Linked DNA regions of Gadus morhua: region 1 is linked to region 2. Evidence: chromatin contacts called from public Hi-C data. All regions are on one chromosome and are shown on one strand. The core of a region is the stretch at or near the end of the contact, and the rest is flanking DNA. Distances in the headings are between cores, read along the strand shown. Region 1 holds the start of dolpp1 (dolichyldiphosphatase 1). Region 2 holds the start of rapgef1b (Rap guanine nucleotide exchange factor (GEF) 1b).

Region 1 (6,390 bases), core at 2,116-4,615, 170 kb before region 2:
CCCCTGTGTCACAACTGGTGGCTTGTCCGTCACACCTCTAGTTTGATCAGCGACCTGAATGTTATTTACTATTTATTCCATTTCCCCTTGTGTTTAAGGGACACATTTGTCCGTGGAGAAGTTCTATATTTGTAATAAAGGCTTCGTCCTTGGTAAAAATGTTTTTGATAATTTCCAAGTCAATCAAACTTCAATCATTGATATTTCAACTGATTAACTGTTATAATATATTGCAGCAATGGAAAAACATAAACCAAGTTGTTAAGGGAAATATATGATTGAAATGTTGTGATGCATATTTTTTTTCCATAAAAGAATCACTCACTAACTGATTTTATTCCACCCATATGTCCTGCCTGCTTTTTCTGTGGCCTCTTAACTGTTGGTAAAACGGCCTGCACTGAGATTGCGGGGTAAAGAAACATTTTATTGTTACTGTCAGTGGATCAGGTGTTCAACTAGTACTTTTCTCAGACTTTCCAATGTTCTCTGTTCCAATATGTGCTTTGGCAGTAGCATTCCCCAAGTCCCGGCTTAACCTTTTCTTATAGAGAATGGTCATTCTCTTGGGGAGATGGAATTGGTCAGTTCTATAACTCATTTGTAAGTTATGATAATGACAATAGTTAAGTATTCTAGTTACTTTTTAAGTGAGTGGGTACATCATATCTCAGAAGTGCTTGTACATATGTATGTCGTAGTGTGATTCTATTGGTTTAGAAAATTTAAAGAATACTTAGAATTACTATTTTCCCACACAATGTATTGCTACTTCCAACGAAAAAATACTTGTTTACTACCTTGAACCGTTTAGGAGAAAGGTGGCAGATTACAAACGGCCATTTATCTTGGTAGAACTATCACGTCAGCTCGTCAGATGCACAGAACAGGGCATAATAGTGTGAACTAAAAAGACTGATTGGTACCAGAAATGTTATGATACTGAAGGAAAGGATTCCCTAACTGAAGAATACATTGTTGTATTTCGAAAATATCTGGTCAACTTCCCAACTTTTCAACTACATCTTCTTAATAGGTTCATTTAAATGATACTGCACTTGTAACCATGAGGAGATCTCTTGAAAACCATTCTTCGTTTCTTAGAGTAAGCTTATGGTGTCACCGCCCAATTGTTGATAACAAGTCATTTGTGATTGCAAGGTATCCACGCTTGAAACTGAACGGTAACTATGAGAACTTTATAATTATGTATTTGCTGAAAGACAATTCCTGAAAAACTCAAGAAATAATCTTGACTCATAAATCCCATAAACAGTTTCATGATTTTTACTTTTCACTTTTGTATTGTTTTCCTTGTATTCCCGCATTATTGTTATTGTATTTATAATACTGTAAGTATTTTAATGATCTTTGAAAAGTTCAATATGGGTACGTATCATACATAAAATGGTATTTTACATGATATACAAAATGGATTATGTTTGTGAGAAACTGCTTAAGTGATTGCGTAATCAAAAAGCCCAGAGCAGATGTTTCAAGAAAATTTAATTCAGCTTTGCATGTGTCCCTTGCATCATTTGGATTTTCATCTTTAGATAATAATCCATGTGTGTAAAAATAGAAAATAATCTTTTTGTCATATCTTGTACTAATTTGCCCCGTAATATAAAGATATTATTCAAAACAGAATAGTTGTGTTGGAACGTTCCCTACAACTCTCTTTAGGATTGTGACTTTCTATTTTGAAATAATGCACCCAAACATGGTACAATTTGTATTCTGTATGTTTAGCATTATTGTTTTTGTGTTCCAGTGATTATTGTCATTATTGTTCCAATTCATTTGTATCATAATCTATCAAATGAGCAATGTCAATGTTTTTACATCATCGATTTGAAATGTCTTATTTTGTCCCTAATTATGTATTTATTTGAATGTCGGCTAATACCATTCTATTATTTCTTCAAATAAATAATAATAATAATAATCATTAAATTTATTTAGCGCTTTTCTAGACACTCAAAGACGCCTACAGTGAAGGGGGGGGGGGGGGGGGGGGGGGGACCTCACTAACCACCACCAGTATGTAGCACCCATTTGGGTGATGCACGGCAGCCAATCGGCGCCAGAACGCTCACCACACACCAGCTTGAGGTGGAGAGTGAGGGATGAGGTGGAGAGAGAGGGAAAAGAACATTTAACACTACTATGGACCACATGTAAACCCTATCGACCACATTTAAACACTATCGACCATATTCAAACACTATCGACCACATTTAAACACTATCGAGCACATTCAAACACTATCGACCACATTTAAACACTATCGACCATAATTAAACACTATCGACCACATTCAAACACTATCGACCACATTTAAACACTATCGACCACATTTAAACACTATCGACCACATTCAAACACTATCGACCACATTTAAACACTATCGACCACATTAAAACATGTAAACCCTATCGACCACATTTAAGCATGTAAACCCTATCGACCACATTTAAACCCTGAATGTACTGAATGTATTAAAATGTACATCTCTACACCGGCAGTGTACAAGGTGAGCAGCTGACAAAGTTAAGACGCAGCTGTACATTTTGGAATCAGCTGTTGTTTACTTACATCTATTTCTCTCTGCTCTGCTAAGAGTTGACCCTGGCTTGAATTGAATAGGTCTAAGGTTAGGTGAGTCTCCCTCTTATGATTTTAGGTGAGGCTGCCTTATGATTTTGTCATGTTACTCTTTTCTGTCTCTCTCTCATGGTTTTATCTTCACTCCATCAAACATCATTCAATCTGTTTGGTATGTTAATATATGTTTTCTACGTGTGACATGCAAACCACTTCTAAAAAGTAGAGGCAATTTTGAAAATATATTATACTTTTTTAGTTAAATATGTAACTAATAATTTGCATACTTTGAACATAATCATAAACTAACATAGATGTTATACTCTGATTAGTTCGTAGTAATTCATAAAGAAAAAAAAACTGTTGCTTAGGATGGCCTATCTGGTAGTGGAGCAAAATGGCTGATTCTGTTTAATAAATAAATCAATATTAAATGTGTAATTAAAACAAAGGGTATCGTTAATTTCATAAATTACTATTATGGCATAAAACAGTGTTACATTTTCAATAGTGTAATGAATTGCGTTCATTATATCGATATTTTTATTCTTTTCTTGTTAACTTCAAGTCATACAATCATCCTCAAATAAAACATAGGCATACAATTCGAGAAACAACTGGAACCAACGATAGGGGTTCATTCCACTATTTGTTCATTCAGTAATTCTTGACTACGGGCAAAATGATCATTTTCAGTACCTTGCTCTGATTGGATAAAACCACTGCTTTCGTAAGGTGTTTGAAAACAGAAGGCGGCTCCCTATTGGTCGACGTGGTTCTCACGCGCGTCACAGTGATCCCCGGTCGTGTCCGGGTAAGATGGCGTCGGAAGAGCAGTGCTCGGCACCACCTCAATGGCGGTCAATATCTCTTACACATGTAGAGTTTCCAAAAGGTATGTTGACTCAATCTTTAATTTATTCATTATTTATTTTAATGTAAGTTCATTTTGTTAGTATCTTGGATAATTTACTAGCGTATGGACATTGTCGTCAGTACGTTGCCAAATAATGAGGCCGTTGAAAGCAATAGGTTGAACAGAGGATATAACCTAGGCTGCACAATTGTGAGCCAATGCCGCATGCGCACTTGATCATACATCCACAATGATGGCTATCAAGTTAGCTAGGTTAATTTGGACAGTTGGATTGGAATTGGTTGATGTAATAGTTGACTGGTAGACAAAGCAAATCATTCCGACCAGCTTGTGCTTTGACATACTTTGCTGTTTTATTAAAGTTGTATTGTGTAAAACTGGATGACAAATAACTGACAACACAGAGGATGCACAACTGGAGAAAAGTAATAACTTGCTCAAACCATGTTTTCTGCAACGACTACCAAGTTACGAATTCGTTGAAGAGTTCTTGGCATTAACTGGCTTGACTTGCAATTAGAATATATGGACTACATTTATTTTGTGTTTGTCGTTGTCCACGTATATGCTGTTCAATTGCTGTCATTTTGGCAAATGCGTGTTGGTCTTGATCTTCTTTTACCAAAAGGGTCCTTCACTCACTAAATATTGTGTCCATCCCTTTCAGACGACCTAACTGGACATGTGCTGGCCTACATTAGTCTGTTCCCCATCGCAGTTCTGGTGGGCTTTGTAACACTCATAATGTTCAAACGAGAGCTGCACACGGTAAGTTTGACTTAGAATTCATCAGAGATTTCACGGTAAAATTAGTCATTTTCCTGATGACTCTAGTTGTGAAGAGCCCGGGCTAATCAGGCCAGTTCTCTAGAGGGCAAGGTCGGAAAAGAAGGTAATTGTGTTCCATTATCCTTCTATAGATTTCGTTTTTCGGTGGACTCATCCTAAATGAAGTGGTGAACTGGCTACTGAAGCACATTATTAAGGAGCCACGCCCATGTGCAGGTAAATACTTTGGCCGAGTGGTGCATCCCCAGTACCACAGTCCATCTGGATGTCATCTCATACAAAATGTGTACTGTTTTATTTTTTACTTCTAGGGGCGCATACTACTCTGAACACGGACTATGGGATGCCTTCTAGTCACTCTCAGCTCATATGGTTCTTTGTTGTGTATTTCTTTCTCTTCCTTTATTTAAGGTGAGTTTCATCATTAGTTTATTTTATCATTGGAGCTGTGCTGGTTGCTCTGTTCACGCGGAAAGCTGATGGCATTGTGTCACAAAGTCCAAAGATTTGACTTAAACAATGCTTTGGTCAAAATGGATAACCTTGAAACTTTAATTAAACTATTTTGAGTCAAGCAATGCATGACATGAGTCAGGTTAGATTGAGGGTAGGGTTCAACGGGCTCTCTGCCAAAGGTTCAGTGTTTGATTCTTAATGTTTGATCTGTAGGCGTCCTTGTGCAAGATGCATGACTCATACCAGCTCCTAAGTGACGTGTATCTGAATTCCTGTAGCTTCTGATATAGCATCTGCTAAATTGTCTAATAGTTCAATGTACATACCTTCTATGTTCAATTTGTATTTCTTTATATTTGAGGTTATGTTGTTTCCATACTGTACTCTCATGCTCTTTGTTACTGCACTTCTGGTTTGCTTACTATCCTGTCGACACCGGAACTGGTTCAGTGGAACAGGAGTTGTTATGTTGGTGTCAAGTTTAGTTGTTTCTTGTCCCCAGAATGCATCAAACAAACAATGCTCGGTGTGTCGACCTTCTCTGGAGGCACATCCTGTCCATCGTCTTGTTGGGCGTGGCCTTATTAGTTTCCTACAGCAGGTATGGTTTCTCCCTTTCTTTTAACATTTCTTCAAATGGGATGATTTGGTCATTACAAGTCGTTTTAAATTGCATTAAATGGTATTAATTCTCCTTAGGCAGAAACGGTAATGTCTGTAAAGTAATGCTACTTCATCTTTAACAGATGAAATCAGATTGCGATCTGACTAAATACTTCCACTTCCTCAAGTACAAACCACGTGTTCAACTATAAAAGAAAAATAGTTGAAATGAATGAATGTGTAGGTTCCTCTAACATGTGTATGTGAGAGGGGTTTGTACAGTGGTCGACGGCTGCTATGGGTGTTTCCCTCTTTTACTTTCTGTTACTCGCCAAGATTTCACCGGACTCCTCTGACCACCATCATTTCTAAATGTTGTGGTACAAACTGGAGTCATCCTGTTTTAAATAGTTTTCCTATCCAGTTTAAATAGTTTTTCCTATCCACCAAACATTTGGCTTCTTCATACTCCTTCATAATGTGGATATGATTTGGTTAGAAACTGTCTCTAAAGCACATCCTCCACCTCCATATGTTCAGTATTTGGTACAAGCTGTGTGTTCTCTACAGAGTCTACCTGCTGTATCACACCTGGAGTCAGGTATTCTGGGGGGGCGTGGCTGGCAGTGCCATCGGCATCACTTGGTTCTTCTTCACACAAGAGGTCCTGACGCCAATATTCCCTAAAATAGCTGCTTGGTAAGATTGGACCCATAACCTGTTTTCCTTTCTTTTTCACTCGCTCCCATCCACACGCATACCTTTTTTCTGTTACATGTCTCTAATGAGAATAAATCGGTTGTAGAAGAATAAAATTGGCATATTTCTTCTCGCTGTGCGATCATTTAATAGTTCTTATTTTTTTTTAACTCGTAGGCCGATATCCGAGTACTTCCTGGTGCGAGACACAAGCCTTATCCCAAATATCTTATGGTTTGAGTACACAGTGACCAGATCAGAGGCCAGGTAAGATAAGTGGAATGCATGCACTTTGTCACACACTAAGGCCCAATCCCAATCATACCCCTTACCCCTCCCCCTTGTTTTGAAGGGGTAAG
Region 2 (5,940 bases), core at 1,731-4,230:
CGTCCTCTTTCTCCAATTCTTTCCAAATTTTTATCTTTCAACTTGCTCGATCGAAAGAAGAAGAAAAGCAATCCCCCCCCCCTCCCCCCATTGCTACCCCTGGCCGTAAATCTTAATTCTACCATGAGAAGGGGAAAAAACATGCTTGGAGAAATCTGTCAATGGTCTGTCAAGTGAAGCCAAGGAAAGACAGAAAGGCTGTTGTTCCTGTTTTTTTTGTGCACTTAATTTATTCAATTGTTTAAGCCTTAGCGATCAGCTCACTGTCTCAACGTCTCTCAGATGTGAGGCCGACGAAGGGCCTGACCGCTGGCCAAGGGTAAAGTGCAGCCTTAAAATGGGTTTGAGCTTGCGTCACATGCCCTCTCCTCCTCTCACACGGCCCTCCGCTCAGCTCACCGCCGTTCAGCTGACCGCCGCTCTGCTGACCGCCGCGCAGCTGACCGCCGCTCAGCTAAACGCCGCTCAGCTAACTGCCGCTCAGCTAACCGCCGTAATAGTTCTCACCTCTTTCTTTCGTGCGCCGGAGGATCGACCACTAAAGTCTACCACAACTTGTGAACTACTTTATTTATTTTGTTATCCTAATACTTCATAAGCCCCAGCTTTAGATTTAGATTCCTTATTCACATTTGTCCCGGATATTGCCTTGTGGTGCATTGATATGTCAGGACCAGGACTAAAGTAAGACATCTGATGATCTTTGATTTTTAAGAAATCTTCTATTTTTATGTGGTGGTTTTTTTTTGCGCCTTACTTTCGTGGTTTTATATTTGATATGAATGTACTGTGACTAAAGAATCATAACAACATATTCTGCTATTTGTTTTTGTTAGCCCACAAATCGTAGACCTACTTTGTTTATTCGATGTCCTAGTTTTATGGCTTCTTGATGTATATTTAACTTTTTATCAAAAAGGATAAATTTTTGCACCTTGTTTTGAGAGGCATCCATTATACATTTGAGTTGATCATTTCCAGATATTAGAGGGAGACATGCGCCGACAGACAAAAACATCAACAGACCGTGAGCACCCCCCTTTGGCAGATAGAGGAAATGCACTGAAAGCAGAATGCATATTCATGTATTGTAGCCTCCCGCAGCCTCGATTTCCAGTCTTTCTTGTGAAAACAAGGTCATCCTAAATACCTGTGTATTTGCTTCAGTGATTTGTTATTAGTGCAAGTATATAAGTTGGCGTCAACTGTCAACAGCATTTTTTGCTTTTTTTGACTGTAGAGATCGAGTGCTACTGAAGAGGAAGTATATAGAAAATATCATTAATAAACACACGCACACAAACCAACCCTACCCCACCCCCCCCCCCCCCCCCCCCCCCCCCCCCCCCCGCCCCACACACACTCACACACATACATACACACTAATCCTAACACTGCATGGATGCTTGCACACACGGACACAGAGACACACACACACACGCACACACTTATCCTAACAAAGCACGAATGCACGTGCACACACACGCACGCACGTATGCACACGCACACAAACAAAAACACACACACACACACACACACACACACAAACACACACACTCACACACACACTCACACACACACACGCACACCCTTTTATCTTTTACCGTTTATGTGGGCATAGTGGGCAGTCATAGCTAAAGTAAATATTAACCCTTAGCTCTGATAAGATTAGAGGTAGATAATGTTGAGAAAATAAAACTCAGCATAAAGATGTACAAAAACACTCAGAATAAAAGAAGAGACGTTCTCCTTAACTTTCAAATGTTTTGCAGGGCATCATGGGCGTTAGGTGACCCAGATCACTCAAGGAATGCAGATCATTCTGCCAGTTTGATCAATTATTCATAATAAGCAGTCAGGGCACGCCTCCCTCTCCTTGATATGCCAGAGGAATGTCCTGGGAGCTGTTCTTTAGTCCGATTGACCACCTGAAGCATTTTACCTTCTTTGGCAGATATGAAATAGGAAAGCTGGGCTGAAGGATTCAACTTCCTCCACCTTTTTTCCTGGTCAATGGAGGAACCCAATGGGGCCAGCGAGGTGCAATGTGACAAGGGAAAGATGCTACATTATTGTGATACAGTTAATTTGGGTGTGGAATGCTATACAGTTTACAGTGTAGTATAGTGTGGGGTGGTTTGCTATGTAATAGTAGGCTTTAAGTATAGAAATAGACAAGAGGGGAGGAAATAAACGTAAAGAAGTGATACAATTGACAAAGTTAATTAGTAACTAAACTGAGTGGTTGGTTTAGTGTTATGTTGGTCTTGTAGATTGGTATTGCATTGGTTGACAATAAGCTCACCTGGAATTCCGCCCTGGGTGGAAGTACGGGGCTAGGTTGCAGGTTTTGTGACCTGGGTGGAAGTACGTGGCTGGGGTGGAGGTAGAGTGGCCTGGGTGAAAGTACGGTCTGTGGCCTTGGTAGAGGTACAAGGCTGGGGTGGATGTAGTGTGGCCTAGTGGAAGTACAGGGCTTGGGGTGGCTGTACGGTCTGTGGCCTGGGTAGAAGTACGGGGCTGGGGTGGAGGTAGTGTGGTACTAAACTGTATAACAGTGATATTTGGGAGTATCTCGTTCGGGTGCTGCACCTTAGACGGTCCCTGAACATTCGTCTCAAAGCCGGCTGTACGTAACAATGTTATTTCTCCACCTCGGTAGATGGCTTGTTTTGGTTAGGATTATGTTGTAGCTCTTTGTTAACCTACGGTAGTTACAAGGCATCCTTTTTGTCAACGTTTCGCCAATGGTTTAAAACCTATTTCAAAGGCAAAACCCCCACCAAGACCCTTAGGGGGCTCCGTACGAGGCGTTTAAATAATACAATATTGATACACTCATGTCTGACATAATTATTATTATTGTGGTCTTGCCGTCTCTGACGCACACAGCGCATGCGCATCTGGACTGGTATTGAAACCCTACCCCTCCATCCCATTATGGCGACAACACGAAGTAGCCCATTCCTCCCGCCAGGAGGCGCTGTTGTACCGGGCCGTGCTACCCTGGCCGACCGGGTTCAAGTCTCGGTTCTAGTAGTGAGAGTATTCAGAGAAAATCACCCCGAGACGGACTTGGTCACATTTTCCCAGGATCAATGAGTGTCGCCCCGCAAACCGACTCCCTCCGTTCCGGTACCCTTTTCTCATGGACCGATACCGTCTAGGATGAGGGACTAGTCACGAGGATAACACGGAGGATCTGGAGCTGGGCAGCCGACCGCTGAACTGCGAGTGGAATCACAGCTGCTGGCTGCGAAGATGTCGGGGAAAATAGAGAGCAAGCAAGGTAGGTCCTGGTCCGCCGCCCGCCCGTTATCCCCGGTGGGACGGGTCCTCCGCCCGGTCCCGGGTCAGACCGTTACCACCGGGGGGACGGGAGATGGAGCTTCAGTTAGATCACAACCAGACTACGTGTCCGTACCTCAGGGCTACTGTTCTGATCTGTATGTGTGATCTCTACCCAACAAATGGTCTCTGGGCTGTTGACGTTGATCTCTGACTGTAACCAGCTCAACACTGGCTGGTTATCTAACCCTGATTCAAACTAATGAAGGTCTAATGTTTTAAACACAAGCTGAGCAGTGAATTGTGATATAAACATTTTACCCACTTCCCCAGCATTCATCTGCTTTTAGCTTGCTTTAAATAAATTAAATTGCCCTCTTACAATGTTTCTGGATGATAGTCTGAAGAATAAGTAAGTCCTGCTCTATTCCCATTTCCTAATGGTGGTAGACTGGTGCTAATGGTGGTGAACTGATGCGGTCCGGATCACCACGTAAACACTCGTTTACTAAAGGCTCCCAACGCCTGAAAGGAAGCATACCGTTAACACAGAGGGTCACCTAGTAACGGCGGCTAGCACCAGCTAACGGTTAGCACTGGACCAGCTCACGGTTAGCACTGGACGAGCCAACGGTTAGCACTGGACCAGCTAACGGTTAGCACTGGACCAGCTAACGGTTAGCACTGGACCAGCTAATGGTGCTGCTAGCTAGCTCGGCTGCCACTCCACCAGAGTTCTGACGCGTTCACGCCCAAGGAGTTGATGCGTGCGTGTATTGATTTCAGATTTGTGCACGTGGCATCATTGCGAAGTGTTTGTCATTCGTTGAGTATTTTTGGATGGACGTGATTTGTCGTTCACCCTGAAACCAGGGAATGATGGTTAAGTGGCTAAGGCAGAATTCATTAAATGAGGGGTGGAAACAAGAGGGTTGCCTGGGTTTACGTTCAGAGGGAAACTTTATCCTGGCCAGCTATACTTCCCACCCCACCAGCTGTCTCTCCGCTTCGCTTCACAGTCCTGGGTCGGACACACACACACACACACACACACACACACACACACACACACACACACACACACACACACACACACACACACACACACACACACACACACACACACACACACACACACACACACACACACAGATGCCCTAGCACGCGGGAGGAGTGTCATCCACGCCATCCAAGTCATTATTCTCTAGGTAGACAGAAGTTTCCGATGTGTGCGTCTGTGCTGACAGATGATAGTCCAAAATCAGTATTGTTAACCAATATTCTTATCCGCAATTATCAAGTTGTAAAGACATTGAAGACCCCTATATTTGCCTGAATAAATATTTTCCTATATGGTCTTGTGAGTTGACAAGTGTGTTAAGGCTGGAAAACATACGACTAGTCTGTATAGTTGGATGCATCCCTTGATCCTCTCCATAACTGATGAGTTGCATGAATGCATATTCTTCAGATAAGTAATCACGGTTGAAAGGCTCCCATTCATTTTGGGTTCTAGTTGAATTAAAATCGGACAGTCTTGGGGTAACTCACACACAGCTCAATTGTTTAAACTCTCAAGACCAATATGAAGTGGCAACTGAAACGTGGAAAGACATTTTTATTCTATAATATCAACTTTGTTTATTGATATAGACTTCAACTAGTGAGGATCTTCTTGCTAATGACCGTACTATCTGCCTTGGCCAAAGTTACTGCATATTTGTCATAATGGGTAGTCATTTAAAATACCTGGCTGTAAGCATGCTGCCTCATAAGCCTACCTCCTGGCCTGCCTCACCACCTCATTCATTGTCTTTATAAGGAGTAAACTGGCTCACAGTATCTCTGCAATGGATGCTATTCTCCAGGATGCCATTTTTATCTGACTATTAGATGGTCTCACACACACACACACACACACACACACACACACACACACACACACACACACACACACACACACACACACACACACACAGAGAGAGAGTACTCCATCACTGTGATGGTTGCAATTTTGTGCCTGTGGTGGTCTTACTCGAATGCTAACAACAACAGCAGGAAGCCAATCTCACATCCCAGCACTTCCTTCCATAGTGGGAAAATGAACTGGGTGGAGAATGTTTGAAGTGCGAGGCATTAGTGTGTATTTGGCTGAACTGTGTTTGTTCAGCCTTTTAGCAGTATAATAATTGATATCTGAATTATAATGATACACTATTGTATTGTTTGCATTGGTATTATTTGCAAAACGCTGTACCCCAAGTAACAAAGGTATAAGCCTTAATCTAAAACCAGGTAAAACATTGCTCCAAACAGATCCTGATCGGTTGAATACAGGTGGAGCATCTAGGTGTACAGTATTTTTTTTCTTTTTAACATATTTTATCTATTTTCAAAAGGTGATATGAAAGATCATTTGACACGTTTGTAAAAAAAAAAATTGCAAACAGGTTCATTCCGAGGTTGTAGGTTTTTATTTCATTGATTCTGTGCCTTACTTGTAGCCTGGCTCTGCCCGCCTAAGTACTTCCGCTCAATTTGAATTTCCCTTCAGTACTAGGTCTGGAACTGCTGTATGTAATTTGGTTTTCTGGTGCCGCCACAGCGGCCACCAATCAGCGAACAGAGGGCGTGTCTGAGAACAATGACGAT

Evidence for each region. A called contact is a pair of places that touch in the nucleus more often than the background predicts.
Region 1: a contact with region 2 is called in a Hi-C map of gill, with 4 times the contacts expected there. The contact joins the promoter of dolpp1 here to the promoter of rapgef1b in region 2. A contact is called at or near these places in 2 of 6 Hi-C or Micro-C datasets (blood and gill).

Annotation. Positions count from the first base shown.
Region 1 is chr19:2,649,369-2,655,758 of gadMor3.0, reverse strand. dolpp1 (dolichyldiphosphatase 1) reads left to right here and starts at 3,365. Exons shown (of 8, transcript XM_030341976.1): 1 at 3,365-3,502; 2 at 4,152-4,252; 3 at 4,405-4,489; 4 at 4,585-4,684; 5 at 5,232-5,330; 6 at 5,903-6,031; 7 at 6,209-6,298. The coding sequence starts at 3,427. miga2 (mitoguardin 2) reads left to right here. Exons shown (of 16, transcript XM_030342009.1): 16 at 1-1,297.
Region 2 is chr19:2,480,738-2,486,677 of gadMor3.0, reverse strand. It overlaps rapgef1b (Rap guanine nucleotide exchange factor (GEF) 1b), which reads left to right and starts at 2,980. Exons shown (of 27, transcript XM_030341452.1): 1 at 2,980-3,289. The coding sequence starts at 3,262.